Linked DNA regions of Mus musculus: regions 1, 2, 4 and 5 are each linked to region 3. A link is a contact called in public HiCAR-type and promoter capture Hi-C data. All regions are on one chromosome and are shown on one strand. The core of a region is the stretch at or near the end of the contact, and the rest is flanking DNA. Distances in the headings are between cores, read along the strand shown. Region 1 holds the start of Pot1b (protection of telomeres 1B). Region 2 holds the start of Crb3 (crumbs family member 3). Region 3 holds the start of Kdm4b (lysine (K)-specific demethylase 4B). Region 4 holds the start of Mllt1 (myeloid/lymphoid or mixed-lineage leukemia; translocated to, 1). Region 5 holds the start of Gtf2f1 (general transcription factor IIF, polypeptide 1).

Region 1 (2,809 bases), core at 44-2,543, 610 kb after region 3:
ACATAAATAACAAACTAAAGAAGTACATTTTGATTTTAAGTCTCCTTTTAGTCTAATATACTCACTTCAAAATTCGTCCCATTTATATCATTTTAATGGGAACGTAAGTAGCAATGCCAATTTATTTGGTTTTCTTCACATATTCGATTCCATTGTGCCAAATTCTGACTTCATGTTATAGGTGGAATGTGCCCCAATCACACTGAATTTCTTTAACTCAATTACATGGAAATCACGTACATGGAAATATTCTTCTCAGTCATGGGAAAGATACCTTTAACTGATTTTTTTCTATTGATAGAACAATGGAGATCATTTCCATCCTACCATAAATGCATACAATCCCATCATTTTTGTCAATGCACTCAGTCTTTGATGAACTTTGATGAACTTAAGGGAGAAAGATTAACAGTTACAATTAACATAGGCAGTGCCATTAATGTTGCATGTAGTTTAAAAGAATGAACAAAAGACCTTCATTTTCATCAATGGAATTTCAAAACTTTCCCCACTTCCTGAAAAAAGTGGGTGGGTAAAATGAATAGATGTAGACTCAATTTAAACTAATAGTGGAACATTTTGTGAAAGATAAAAAAGTTATTCTGTGTTTAAAAATGCCTTTTAACCCGATACAAAGGGTTCCCAAATAACTCCAAATAATCGTGATAAACTTTTAAAGCCTACACACTTTTTAAAATTTAATTTTTAATTAATTTTTTTACACTCGATATAAGCCTACATACTCTTGTTCAGCTTTCTATATTCTGAAATTAATCATTACAAAGTTTCTAAACTCATGACAATTTTTCATCACTCAAAAATATAGTAAAGAACGATAAATCTTCAGACTAACAAAGGATTGTTGGTATTTTTCAACTTGCCTGGCAATAGCATAATAGCCCTAAATTGCGATTAAAAAAACAACAAAACAACATTGTTATCTTCGTCTATTTACATCGTGTAAAAGTGCATTTGGGTGCTTAACTTAGATTAACAAAGGGTTTTGCCTCTGATCCATTTATTCAACAAAATAGAATTTGGAGTCTCACTCGGAATAGGGTTCCAATTGGCTACAGGATTTAGGACTCTTTCAAGCCAGTTACTATCCTTTGAACAGTGTGTTCTCCCCCCCCCCCCCCCCCCCCCGCTAGTCCCCAGAAAAATCCATTAGGGGCGTGGAAAGAGGAGCAGCAGGCTTCCTACTCTGCAGGGACCAACTGGGAGGAGCTTGGCCGAGGCCCCGCCTGCCTTTCGCTTTTGTTATGGGAAGCACGAGCAAAAAGCGGGCGGAATGGTTGGAGTGCGCATGCGTGTGTCCCACGGCTCCGGAAGTCGAAGTCGCGTCTCTGCAGGTTGAAAAAGTTGCCGGGATCCTCGGTGTTCTGTGAGGTACTGAACGCTAGGGTGTTGGAGTTCTTGGTGTAATCGCTGGAGGTCGGGCCCTGGATGATATGAGGGGTCGTTTGCAACCACATTTGGGGTAGTTGTAGAGAAAGTGCGCTATGCGTTGGCGGCAGCGATAACCCGCTGTGTTCGGCATCCTCTCTCTCAGGGAGACCTCAAGCTTCAGGGGTGTGTGTGTGTGTCTGTGTGTGTGCGCTATGCGTTGGCGGCAGCGATAACCCGCTGTGTGTGTGTGTGTGTGTGTGTGTTATTGGGAGCCTCAGAGGCTTCAGGTACTTGCCCAGGTGACAAGTGTCAGAAGAAAAGCATGAACCTGGTGCACAGTGAACAGAGAGAGCGCTAGGATTAAAGGAACGGGCTACTACTATGCCGTGCAACAGGTCGGAAAACTGGCTTTTAAAAGTATTTTGATTCAAGCTGATACTTCCTGCTGAGGACACAAAAAGCATCGTTTTGCCAAAGTATAATTTGTTTTCAGTTTTTTTTTTTTTTGTTTTTTGCTTTCTTTAGTAATATTGAAGAGTATTAATGTAGGATCTACTTTTAATCTGTTTTTTTTCTTTGAAAAGTGGATAGTGACTTTATTAGTATGAGGTTCATATGAGTTTTAATCTGTTGTTTAAGAAATACCCATATGGTTGTTTACCAAGAGTCCATGGTGTGTGTGAGACAGAAAGTTTTAATATGAAAGCCAAAAGAGAAGTTGAAAGGAACTGTTATAAAACACTATCATGCCTGTACTTTTGACTAGGTAATTATTTTCCGAAGTTGACAGTGGGGCAGAGACTAAACTGAACTTTTTGTTTTGTATTGACTTGCCCTCATTGTCCTAGTTTATGAGTTTTTCATTTCACATTAAGAATTTTTTCTTTCTTAAATTGTAATTGGTTTCTAAAACAACATTTTATTTTGCTGAGAGATTGTATTACCGGGTTGAGAAAAAACACTTTGGGAAATTAATGAACTTCACTTTCTGTATCTTCAATAAGACTTAAGTTATGAATCTTACATATTTTTTTCCTCAGATTTTCCCCAGATGACTTAATATTTATTAGAACATGCTATATTGAATTCCTAAAAGTATGGTCCAAGTGAAATTCAGAGAAAGGTTCTCTAAAGATTAAGAAAGGGAATCGAATATCCTGACTGCCTGACACATCCCATAGTTCAGTATGAGTATATTAGGAGTACTGTGCCAGTGCAAGTTTTTAAAGGCAAGTGAGCATGCTTGCTGAAGATTGCTGTAATCCTCAGCCATAGATATTAGCAGCACAGGCTTGCACAGAGAGAGGTTCTGTTTGTGTGTGTGTGTGTGTGTGTGTGTGTGTGTGTTGTGTGTTGTGTGTATGCAGTGGGCTTTATGCAGGATGAGGCTGTAGCAGAGACCTTTGGGACAGTAATTCTC
Region 2 (2,700 bases), core at 116-2,615, 740 kb before region 3:
TTCTTCACTAGTTATCACTTACACACCACTCAGTCAGACCTTGCAAAACGCCTTCCAAAGTCTCCAGCTGGAATTGAGGCAGCAAGTACAGCCAGGCCACCCACTCCACCCTCGGGTGTGATGCTGGTTTCTCTGGCCACCCTCAGCCCAGCAGGTAATAATCTGACCACCCAGAGTCACCATTGTTAGCCTATTAGAATAGATGGCTTCCAGAACCGTGTCCCCCTCCACCATCACTCCGGCCCAGAACCCTTAAGGACCTGGGCGGGGCTCAACCTTTCCCAGGAGTATGTGACTCACAAGGTCCCCCCACCCCCCAGGCTCCCGAAACTGGAACTAGAGACTGAGGGAAGGTCTGGCTGGGTCCACACCTACGGAGGGCCAGCCCTGTCAGCTGGGCTCCCTCCAGGTCCCCCTGACTGCTTAAGACTCTCAACTATGCAGACTCAGGTGCCCAGGCTCTCCCTCCCCTCCTCCACCTCTGGGCTCTGCCCAACAACCCCCAGCTCCTAAATTCCACAAGACTTAAGGACTCAGGAATTCTAGGCTGCGGGTACGGAGCGTTCAGAAAAACGCTGGTTCGAGCCTCAGCAACGTTAAAAGAAAAAAAAAAAAAAACTGGAGAAAAAAAAACTGGAAAAAAAAAAAGTTCGCAGGTCAGCTAAACTAATTTGAAATTCAGCCCTGAAGCTTTCAAACTTGGTCTCCAAACGCATTCCAAGCTCATTCCTCAGACCTGTCGCCCTCTCTGGGTCGCAAATGCCCGGCACTTCTGAGTTCAACCCGGGAACCCTCCTCCCACCCGAGCGCTGCCCCGGACAGTACCTACCTGTTAGGCTCCAGCCGGAGGGCAGCATCGGCAAACCAAACGCCAAGAGCACCCCCAGGCCTGGGGTCGCCATGAGTTTAGGCGACGAGTTGGTGACGCCAAGGACAGGACTTCCCCAAGGCGCCAATTCCTACCGCATCTTGGGTCGAGGAGGGCACCTGCGACCCAGGACCTGGGGACCAGACCGGGGTGGGGGGGAGAGGGCGCAGCATAGGGTGAGGGGCTGGACTCAGGCTCGGGGCCCAGCGACAGGCAACCCAATCTTGGAGTGCGCTCCCCGCCCTCGGCGCCAAGGGTCAGAGATTAAAGATTAACTCCCCGACCGCATTCTTGGGCCAGGAAAAGGGAAGGAGGAGGTGGGGACAGGACAGGCTGCGCGCCCTGCCTCCCTACCTGACTCCAGCGTCTGAGAGGGACTTCGCTCAGGTTCCCAATCCCGGGTTCCCAGCTGGAACCCCGAGTCTCCGTCCTTCACCCGGTCGCTCCAGATCCCACCCGCCCCGCCCGCTCACGTGACCCGGAAAGTTTAGTCACCCACCTGGGCAAAGAGCGCACTTCCGGCTTGTGCACCTGAGCCTGGCTGAGAGGGGCGGGGCGAAGAGGGCGGGGCCGCGCCGCCAGAGCACCTGTAACGGGAACCCCATTGCGACCCGGAGCACCGCAGAGGGCGGAAATGAGCAGGTGTAAGCACAGGGGTGCATACCCCGGCGGGGGGCGTGGCGACACTCCAGAAAGATACACACTTATAAGAGGCGGGCTCCGATGGGAAACACTGAAGAACTCACACCCTGAAGTCAGACCTGGGAATGCTAACCTGTATTCTAAATGTATTCTGGAGGCTGAGGCAGGAGGACCCCAAGTTCAAAGCCAGCCTGAATAAACCCTATTTCAAAAGTAAAAGGGGCTGGGAGCGTGGCTCGGGGCCAGAACCCCTGCCTTAAATGGCCTAGTGAAGGTCGCCTTCCAAGAATGTCTTAGTGATTGGATCGCCCCTTACTCAGCCATGAATTCCTCCTTAGCATGCCTGAGACCCCTGGGTTCCATTTTCATCCCATAACCAAAAAAATCAACCAACCTGTACAGGACTAGTTTTGTAGAAAGATACATGTAGGCTTGTAGTCAGAGTGTAATCAGAACACCTGCTTAGATTAAACCCGTGCGGTATTAAAAAAAAAAAAAAAAAAAAAAAAAACCGGACAAAGATCTGTGCAGAATCTCGCCCAGCTTAACGGAAGGCCTTATGTCCACACTGAAGAACATCCGTATGAGGTCCACCTGCCAGGGAAGTGTCTGTGAGGAAGCATGGATTTGGGGCGTCTGCGCAGAAGTAGTGATGTCCCACGGCACCCACACAGAAACTCTTATGCATGGAAACATCTGGTAGCTGGTAGAGGGAGTGGGTGGGACTTTCACCTGTTCACCACAGATGTATGGGCACAGCTTGGGTGGGGACCGCATGACCTCTGGATGTATCTTTGGGTAAAAGGTGGTCATGCACCGGATATGATGGCACGTGATTGCCGTCCCAGCAACTGGGATTCCGAAGCAGGCGAACTGCTGCACATTCAAGGCCAGCGAGGCTACAGAGACCTTGGCTCAAAAGGACAATAACAACAATAGCCATAGAGCTGCAGCTGGAGTTCTGTGGCTAGTTTATCTAGCACATACAAGGCTATATACAACACCCATTGTAGTGTAGCATACGCCTTAGATCCCAGGTGGAGCTCTGTGAGGTCCAGATCAGCCCGGTCTACATAGTAAATTCCGTGGCTACATAGAGAGACTGTGTCTTTGAACAAGAAAAATAAATAAATAAATAAATAAATAAATGAGGCGTCGTCCCTTCCTGGGAGTGGTGGTTTAAACTCTGT
Region 3 (2,700 bases), core at 27-2,526:
GCACCAGGCTGCAGGCTGAGCAAATCCCACTTGGTTACAGGGAAAGATACACTCTTTCTTTTTGCTTTTTGAAACATACCGGATCCATCCTCTCCATAGTTGAAAAAAACTAGCAACTACTCCGGCAAGACACTTCCCCAGGTGTTAATTATTAAAGCGATGCCATCCTCCGCCCCGCCCCCCCCCCTTTCAGACAGATGGGACAAGGAACCGCGATGCCCGAACCGTAATGGCCAAACCGCACCAGTTACAGCATCAAATCTGCAAACCTGGAATCCCTTATACTCTCAGCTGGCTGACCGAAACCCCTAACAGAACCCCCAAAACCCCCCAGGATATGGCAGTAGGAAAGCCACCCCCAGCTGTCCCCAGCTTTGCCAAGCTTCCCTGTCTGCCGGGATGCCCTGGACTAGTGTGCACGCGGAAAACTGCACATTTCATGGCTTACAGAAAGAAGGGAGCTGGAAAGCAAAGAGACCAGGGTACAGAAGCGAGGTGGAAAGGCTGCCATTGCAATAGCAGATACGTGTACTATTTATTTTCATTTTTAAAATGCAGATTATATGGTGATTTACAGATTCTGGACATGCGGGGGTCAAGTTTGCAAGGCCATGATGGGTGAGTGTTTGGAGGGGACAGCTCCAAACCAAAGGGAACCAAAATGCAAGCGGCGGGGAGCAGGGACTTGGAGTGGGTTTTTTATTTTTAAGGATTTGGGGTTGTTGAAGGGATGGCTGGACCGGGCCACCCACGCTGTCATCTTTTGTGCCCTGGAAAGGGGACGCGGCGCCCCGCCCCCGCCCCGCCTTTGTCCGGCCCCATCGTCAACCCCCCCCACCCACCCCCAAAAAAACACACCCTCCTTTCCCAGGCACACAATCGTTTTGTCGATCAACAAACAGCAGCTTCGCCCGAACGGACAAAAGCGCGGCGTACTCCGCCGCCCTGAGGAGCCGAGTAGGCCGCAGCCAAAGCCTCGGCCTGGAGTGCGCGCGGCGGCCCAAGGTGCGGCGTGGGGGCAGGCATGGCGGCCGCGCGGCCCCCCAAAGGGGCCTGGAAGCTGCTGAGCGCCGCCACGGATCGCACACTCACTCACCTGGCGCAACGCGCGGCCCGGGCCGCAGACAGCAGGCTGAGCGGCGCGTGCCCGGCCGTCTCGCGTCGCCCCCGCCGGCCCTCACTCGCTCGCCCCGGCCACTGGGCTCCGAGCTTCGCCCGGTCTCTTTGCTCCTTCGATGGTTCGCTCGCTCGCGGCCGAGCCCTCAGCAAGAGCCCGGGGCGGGGAGGCGAAGCTTCAGAGGGGCGGGGCGACGGCTCCTACTCGGCCGCCATTGGGCATTCAGCCCACGCCCGCACGCTGATTGGTGGCGGCTGACAGCTCCACCCCTCCCCTCATCAACACCGAGCGGCCCCGCCCTCCGCGACCTGGGGCGGGAGCAGGCACTCGATTTCTTCCCTTCATTGGTCCAACCCCGAGGACGTGCCGGCACCCACTCACGTGCCTAGTGACCGGCTCAGCTTTCAGTGGGTACGAAGCATGCCCGTCAAGATGCACACAGCCAATCCGGCTGCGGTCGGGTGTAGGATAGCCCCGAGCTCACGCAGATTGACAAGCGCGTTCTCAGACTTTACTGAGACAAACGCGGATTGGTGTTTGGTACCGGTCTCTGGGTGCCGAATGGTTGCGACTGAATGTCAATCGCTGTCTTGCTGCTCCAGACTCCACCCTGTGATCGGGCGGCTGCTGAGTACGTGATTTCCTGCACAACATCAGCTCTGGGTCCGGAGACAGTGGTTCGAAACCCAGTAGTTCTAGATCTAGAGTCAGAATTTGAGCCCAGCTTTGCAAAAGGCCGAACTAGGGTAAGAGGATCTCAAAAGCGTTCCATATTGCCCTCCCCAAACGTTCATGAGTTCCCTAAAACGTGCGCGACTTGGTCCACCCCACCCCCCACCTTGAACTGATAGCTGTACCCATGGAAAGCGTTGCAATAACTCAGTGGAAGAGGATTCAATTATCTACTTCTCAAAATGTCCTAGGTCCTACTCTCTAGCTCAGCGTATTGCAAATTGGAGGCCTGGGCACCCAAATTCCAGCTACAGGTGTCCAAGCCCCTGCTCCACACAATTGTTTCCATCTCTTCATTGTGCGATGTGAAGGGAACAGCATCACCACACCAGTCACCCTGCACTCAAGAGCATTTAGTTAAGGTCTGATATCATCCCCATCAATATGCATTTATAATTTTAAATTTTTATTATTTTGTATATATGTGTGGTATATACCTCTACAGGTCAGAGGGCAACTCTGGAGTTTGTCATCTGGGTTGTTAGGCTTCACTGCAAGCTCTTTTATCCAGAGCCTGCTTTGCAAACTACCATTACGGCTTCTATACTTGAGCAAGCAGAGGTGACAACATTCCTGTTTTATGGGGTAGACTAGAAATCCTTCTACTTTAATATCTAACATCTGGAAAGTACCCTCCTTAGAGCAGGTTCTTTGTGCACCCAAGATATTTGTTCTACCCCCCTAGTCTGTTGCTAATTCACTAACTCTCAAGGTTACACATAAATTATTCCAAGCTAGACGAGTCTTGAATTGTTTCCATTGCTCTTCATTGTGCAATGTAAAGAGAACAGCCATCACCCACGCCAGTCACCATGTACTCAGAATTTGGACTACACCATCATCTTTAGTTA
Region 4 (2,824 bases), core at 315-2,814, 610 kb before region 3:
GGTGGCATAGCACCTTTACTCCATGAACAAGGGAGGGCTTTCTCACCACTATCTTGAGGTCACAGTCTTACTGCCTCCACCTCCAAGTGTAGGGGCTTGGTCTGGTACTGCTTGTATTTAGGTGCTAAATTCTGTATCCCAAGGTCTAGTTGCCCCCAAGGAGGAGATCCTCACATACCCCAAGTGATGCTACGTATGTAACCTAGCCTCCCAAGTCAATTAGTCAATAAAAGGCTAAAGCCTGTGACTGGGCAATAGATAGAGGTAGGCAGGTTTTCAGTTACCTGGCTGGAGGTTGCAGGTAGAGAAAGGAGACTAAGAAAGACAGGGAAACTGGAGGAGGCCGCCACGAGAGGAGATGGACCATAAGCATGTGGCCAGGAAAAACAGCACGTCACAAGGGACACATGGGCAGGGATGTAAGTTAGAATAGCTCCAAACTAGTTCCAAACTAGAATAGCTGCACAACCTAGACTTACGGTTTGTAAATAAAATACCTGGATTGTGTGTGTGTCTTTTATTCAGGTTAGCAAAAATTTGTATTGCCTTTTATATCCAAGTTCTAGGATGATAGACATGTATCTCTGCACTTGGCTTATAGAGTCTTGAGGCTAGAACCCAGGGCTTCATCGTTCTAGCAGAGTGCTCTACCAATTATGCCCCAGCCTTGGCCTTCAAGTAAAAAAGTGAAAACAGAGCTGTGGGTGTAGTTCAATGGCGGGAGCCCTGAGTTCAATCCCCAGTTGTCAGTATCCACAGTCTACGGTTGACTACTGACTACCGTTCCTTTCCCTGCGTTGAATGAATGAGACCGCTGATCATTTAGAATGGCTCCGTTTCAGATGTGCACTGTAACAACCACAGAAAGAAGAACCACCTCCGACAAGTTTTTTTGTTTGTTTTTGTTTTTTAAAAGCTTACATTTTAAATGGTGCGTGTCTGTGTGCGAGCGCTAGCACCTGTGTGCAGTGCTTGAGAAGGCCAGAAGAGGTCACTGAAGTCACAGGCTGGTTTTTTACAGATGCACAACCCTAGCCTTTGCAAGGAGAAGTGGGCTGAACCCGCTGGCTTTACAGGATCCAGACCGGTAAACTAACCACCGGCGCTGTCACGCAGGAGCACCGAACATCGCCAGCGCTCCCTCCCTCCGCAGGGCTCGAACTTAAACTCTTAGGGCCTTTTTAGGGACGTCCCCTCTAGAGCCGCTCCCGGGGCGCAGTGCGCAGGCACCGCGCCACGGCCTGGCCCAACCCCTCCACGTGCGGCGCACACCTCGCGCCGCTCAGCAGAGCTCGCCTCGCGCCTCCTTCACTCCCTCCGCCCGCCCCCCTGCGGCGCCGGCTTTCTATTGGCTGACGGCTTCGTCGTTCTGACTGTCGCCCGGCGGGCCCCCACCAGCCCGGAAGTCCCGCCCCACGCGCGGGTCTCTGGCCTTCTGACAGGCTCGGAGGCTTGTCCATCGGCGAGGCCGGGCCCGAGTCGGCGGCTGGGGGCCCGCGGTCGCTGAGCCGCCCGGGCTGGCGGCGGTTTCCGGTTCAGCGCGGCTGGCGGGCGGGCGGGCGGCCCGGAACGGCGGCGGCGGCGGTGCGGCCCCCGACAGACAATGAGAGCGGCGGGGCGTTGCTGAGCGGCGGCAGCGAGAGCGACGCGGGCCCGGGGGCGGGGCGGGCGCCAGTCATGGACAATCAGGTAAGAAGCCTCCGCCCGGGACTGGCCTCCCGCTGCCCTGCGCGGCGTTGTGGCCGGCCCTGCGCGCACACCGCCCCGTGGGCACCGAGTTTGCGCGCGCCCACCCGGATGGGCCCTTCTCCAGCCACTGCGACCCCGGGGCGTCCTTCCCCCATCGCCATCTCGGGATGCCCCTCCTCCACTGTGACCCACGTACCCCTCCCCCATCGCGACCCCAGGTCTGGTGCAGAACCCTTTGGGATCTAACTCAGCACCCCAGTGCCACCCACTCCACACTGGGGAATTCTCTGCCAGCGTAGTGTATCCACACCGCCGCGGCATCTTGAGGGACTCAGCCTGGCTCAGAGCCCCGTGAGACACCCCTTAGAATCCCGGAGTACCCCCTGGGCATCATACAGGAGCTCAGGGCTTCAACACCTTAGGAACTCCATCTCATTCCAGAGTCCCCGGAGGCGCCCCTTAGGAATCCAGTTTACACACAGACTCCTGAAGTGTTTATCAGGATCCCAGGGATTTAGCGCCCTGGGCATCATCACAGCCTGGAACCCTTTGGGATTCCCCTTAGAGCCTTGGTACTACCTTAGCACCCTGGGGATCTCCCGCCTGGTCCACAGCTCTCCAGGAAGACTTTTGGAATCCTATAGCCACTCACAGCACCATGGGGATCCCGTCCTGGCCCCACATCCCCTGGGAAATCATTTAGAATCCCAGTAGAGAATGGAACCCATTGGGATTACAAAGCCACCCAGTCTAGCCGGGAACTCACGTCCCTTATGAATCCAAATCTAGCCAGACTCCCTTCAGAACTCCAGTACACCCCACAGCTCCTGGCATCCTTGTATGGCCCAGAATCTTTGGAAACATGTCTCAGAACTTAAGTGGGTCTTCCAGCCCCTGTGGTCCCTAGCATGAATCAGACTCTGTGGAGAGTCTACACAGAGTCCCCACAGACAGGGCTAGTAACTTTAGGATGCCCCCCCTACATATCCTCTTAGATGCTACACCACCCCAAATAGGGCCTGAGCCTCAATCTTTTTTTGGAAGATTCCTTCTTCCTGGGCCCATGACCCCAAATCTCCCCAAACTCCAGGGAATACCCCCCCCCCAACCAGGTGCTAGCTTCAGGTCTGTTTTG
Region 5 (2,700 bases), core at 9-2,508, 690 kb before region 3:
CCTGGACTCACGTTGAAGCATCCCCCTGTGGGGATTTTCCTGAGCCATTTGCACAGACCTCCATGAAGTGCCTTAGTGACTCCATCACCCCATTTTACAGATAAAGAAGAGGGCCCTCAAACTCACCCAGTAGCACCCTGCTCCGCCCACCATGCGGTCCTTTCTATGCTGCCTGCTTGTGCCTCTAGTCACACAACCTCTGAGTTGGGATAAGACCTCTCTGCCCTTTCCTCTCCTCCGCAGTCAGCCCTCGTTCTTTGTCCCTTTCAGTTCACTTTGGTCTTCCTAGCCAGCCTCTGTAACTTAAGGCGCACTCCCTGAAGGCGGAGAAATGAATGCCTCCCCTACTAGACACATCTGTGGAGTCAGTTGTTTATGCAAAGACAGTCATGGAATCAGCCTATCTCATTCCTCTCAAGTTCAATGCCTGTGCCTCCCTTGCCCCTCTGCTTAACCAACTCCTTTGCATCCCGTAGGCTCCCTTTCTCTGATTTGTCCCCAGAGAATAGTACTTTCCATTTCCGACACTGGCTCCTCTACTCAAGTTATATGCCAAAGGCATCAACCAACAGTGAGGTGGGAGCATGCGCAGATGCGTTCCTTCCGTGCAGGGGTTGGTGTACACCCCCAGGTAGTGGGGATACTTGCCCATCTCCCCCTTTCGTTGGCCCATGTAAACCAACCACCCCACGTCGTTACCCTTCTCCTGGGGCCTCAAAGCTCTGCCCAGCTGGGGCAGCGTGGACTCGCACAGACCCATCCCGCCCGCAATGCCGGGGTACGCTGGGGCCCTGTCTCCACCCTGCACCGAGTCCCCGGCTCCGCTCTACGTCACAAGGGACTCATTTTGCAAGATCCTCGGGATCCCCATATCCCAGGACACAGAAAACTGAACCTCAGACCCGCCCCAGAAGAGCCGAAGAAGCCACCCCACAGAGTGGGCCTCGGTTGCCATGGCAACTCGGCCTCCGTTCCCGCTTCTTGGACACATTTACGCTTGCGCAAGAGGATCGAGTTCGCGTCTACCAGGAGACTCCATTTCCACCCTACCCAGGATGCTCCGCGGTGCCTGCGTCGTGACGTCACGACGGGCGTGTCTACACGTGACTTTTCCGTGGTATATAAACAGAGAACGCCGCCAAAAGGTGGCTTTCTCTCCGAAGCTGGTGATCTAGAGTAGTTACAGCGGCTGCGCTCTTCTCGGTGTGGCAGCTCAACTTCCGGGTCAGGCTCTAACGCATGCGCAGAGAGTTAGGTCTCTTTTTCTCGTCTTCCAGCATTCTCCGAGACTTAAGGATTTGGAAATCCAAAGCACAGCATCACACTAACGTGACAACCAGGAAAGGTGCCTTCCCTTTCCTGGAGCCGAGGGACACAACGAAGTTCATCCCGTCAGGCCGACCGGGAGCAGCTTGAGCAACGGCCATGGCGGCTCTAGTGAGTATGAATGAGGTGGGGACAGAGGTGTCGCAGAACAGACCCCGCGCCCTCTCCTCGCCTTACAGACCCCTGCTCTCTTGCAGGGCTCCAGCAGCCAGAATGTCACCGAGTACGTCGTCCGAGTCCCCAAGTAAGTCCCCGTCCACCCACACTCCAGAACCTCGGCCCTGTGTTCCCCTGCCACCCCGTCCAAGACACAGTAACAGTTACCCCTTGGTAGTTAATGTCAGGGGTCGGTGACTTTGCCCTGAGTCAGACGGGTCAGGTCAGACATGGTGACTGCCTTTAATCTCAGCACTTGGGAAGCAGATGTAAGAGAATTTCTGTGAGTTCGCAGCCAGCCAGGTCTGTATAGTGAGTTCCAGGACAGCCAGGGCTACATAGTCGGGTCCTGTCCCAAAATAAAAGAAAACCCCAAACTGGTCACAGGTGGTATACATCCTGTTTTTTTGTGCCAAGTGCCATGTCCCTCAACTTCTAACTTTATTTTAGGTGGGTACATGCTAGGCAAGTACTCCACCACCGAGCCACACCCAGCCCCCTCTTAAGTTTTGTTTATTTTGAAGACAAGAGTCTTACTGTGTAGTTCAGATGGTTTGATCAGGCTGGCTTTGAACCCACTCAGATCCATTAAGACCCTTGCCTGCCTGCCCTTCTTTCTACATAGGGGTCCTCCGCACTTTTGGTTCCTTTTTTCTTTTTTTCTCTTTTGGTTTTTCGAGACAGGGTTTCTCTGTGTAGCCCTGGCTGTCCTGGAACTCACCTTGTAGACCAGGCTGGCCTCGAACTCAGAAATCCACCTGCCTCTGCCTCCCAAGTGCTGGGATTAAAGGCATGTGCCAACTCTGCCTGGTGGTCCCTTTGTTTCTTGAAGATTTAATTTATTATCTATGTGTATGAATGTTCTCTCTTGTCTCTCCTCTCTCACTCTCGCTCTTGCTCTCGCTCTCACTCTTTCTGTATGTGATGCTGTAAGAGAGCCTAGTGTCTGTGGATCTTTATCTGATGGGGTTGGGTTGGATGAGATGGATCTTGATTCTTTAAAACAAAACAAAACAAAACCCCTGAAAAACTAGAGCGTGGTTCTCAACTTGCAGGTTGCCTAAGACCATCGGAAAACACAGATATTTACATGACCATTTATAGCTTACAGTTGTGAACTAAACAAAAATAATTTTATGATTGGGTCACCGCAGCATGAGGAGATGTATTAGAGGGTCAGAGCTTTAGAACCATTGCTCTGGAGTCTTTTATGAGTTC

The links. Promoter capture Hi-C pulls out the DNA fragments that hold promoters and counts their contacts. HiCAR-type assays count read pairs that join an accessible place to other places.
Region 1: a contact with region 3 is called in a promoter capture Hi-C map of pre-B cells. The contact joins the promoter of Pot1b here to the promoter of Kdm4b in region 3. A contact is called at or near these places in 2 of 39 promoter capture datasets (maxillary cranial neural crest and pre-B cells).
Region 2: a promoter capture Hi-C map of liver shows a contact between it and region 3, with 2.8 times the contacts expected there. The contact joins the promoter of Crb3 here to the promoter of Kdm4b in region 3. A contact is called at or near these places in 2 of 39 promoter capture datasets (liver and pre-B cells), 2 of 115 datasets of contacts at active chromatin or transcription factors (bone marrow-derived macrophages and pancreatic cancer cells) and 2 of 9 other capture datasets (adipose tissue and liver).
Region 4: a promoter capture Hi-C map of pre-B cells shows a contact between it and region 3, with 5 times the contacts expected there. The contact joins the promoter of Mllt1 here to the promoter of Kdm4b in region 3. A contact is called at or near these places in 4 of 39 promoter capture datasets (cranial neural crest, hematopoietic stem and progenitor cells, liver and 1 more) and 1 of 9 other capture datasets (liver).
Region 5: a HiCAR-type map of astrocytes shows a contact between it and region 3, with 2.4 times the contacts expected there. The contact joins the promoter of Gtf2f1 here to the promoter of Kdm4b in region 3. A contact is called at or near these places in 2 of 115 datasets of contacts at active chromatin or transcription factors (astrocytes and microglia).

The regions. Positions count from the first base shown.
Region 1 is chr17:55,711,120-55,713,928 of GRCm38.p6, reverse strand. It overlaps Pot1b (protection of telomeres 1B), which reads left to right and starts at 1,293. Exons shown (of 17, transcript NM_028370.2): 1 at 1,293-1,389.
Region 2 is chr17:57,060,896-57,063,595 of GRCm38.p6, reverse strand. It overlaps Crb3 (crumbs family member 3), which reads right to left and starts at 1,365. Exons shown (of 4, transcript NM_177638.5): 1 at 1,223-1,365; 2 at 830-1,001. The coding sequence starts at 902.
Region 3 is chr17:56,324,626-56,327,325 of GRCm38.p6, reverse strand. It overlaps Kdm4b (lysine (K)-specific demethylase 4B), which reads right to left and starts at 1,276. Exons shown (of 23, transcript NM_172132.3): 1 at 1,097-1,276.
Region 4 is chr17:56,934,128-56,936,951 of GRCm38.p6, reverse strand. Mllt1 (myeloid/lymphoid or mixed-lineage leukemia; translocated to, 1) reads left to right here and starts at 1,564. Exons shown (of 12, transcript NM_022328.2): 1 at 1,564-1,689. The coding sequence starts at 1,678.
Region 5 is chr17:57,009,846-57,012,545 of GRCm38.p6, reverse strand. It overlaps Gtf2f1 (general transcription factor IIF, polypeptide 1), which reads left to right and starts at 1,258. Exons shown (of 13, transcript NM_133801.2): 1 at 1,258-1,437; 2 at 1,524-1,570. The coding sequence starts at 1,426.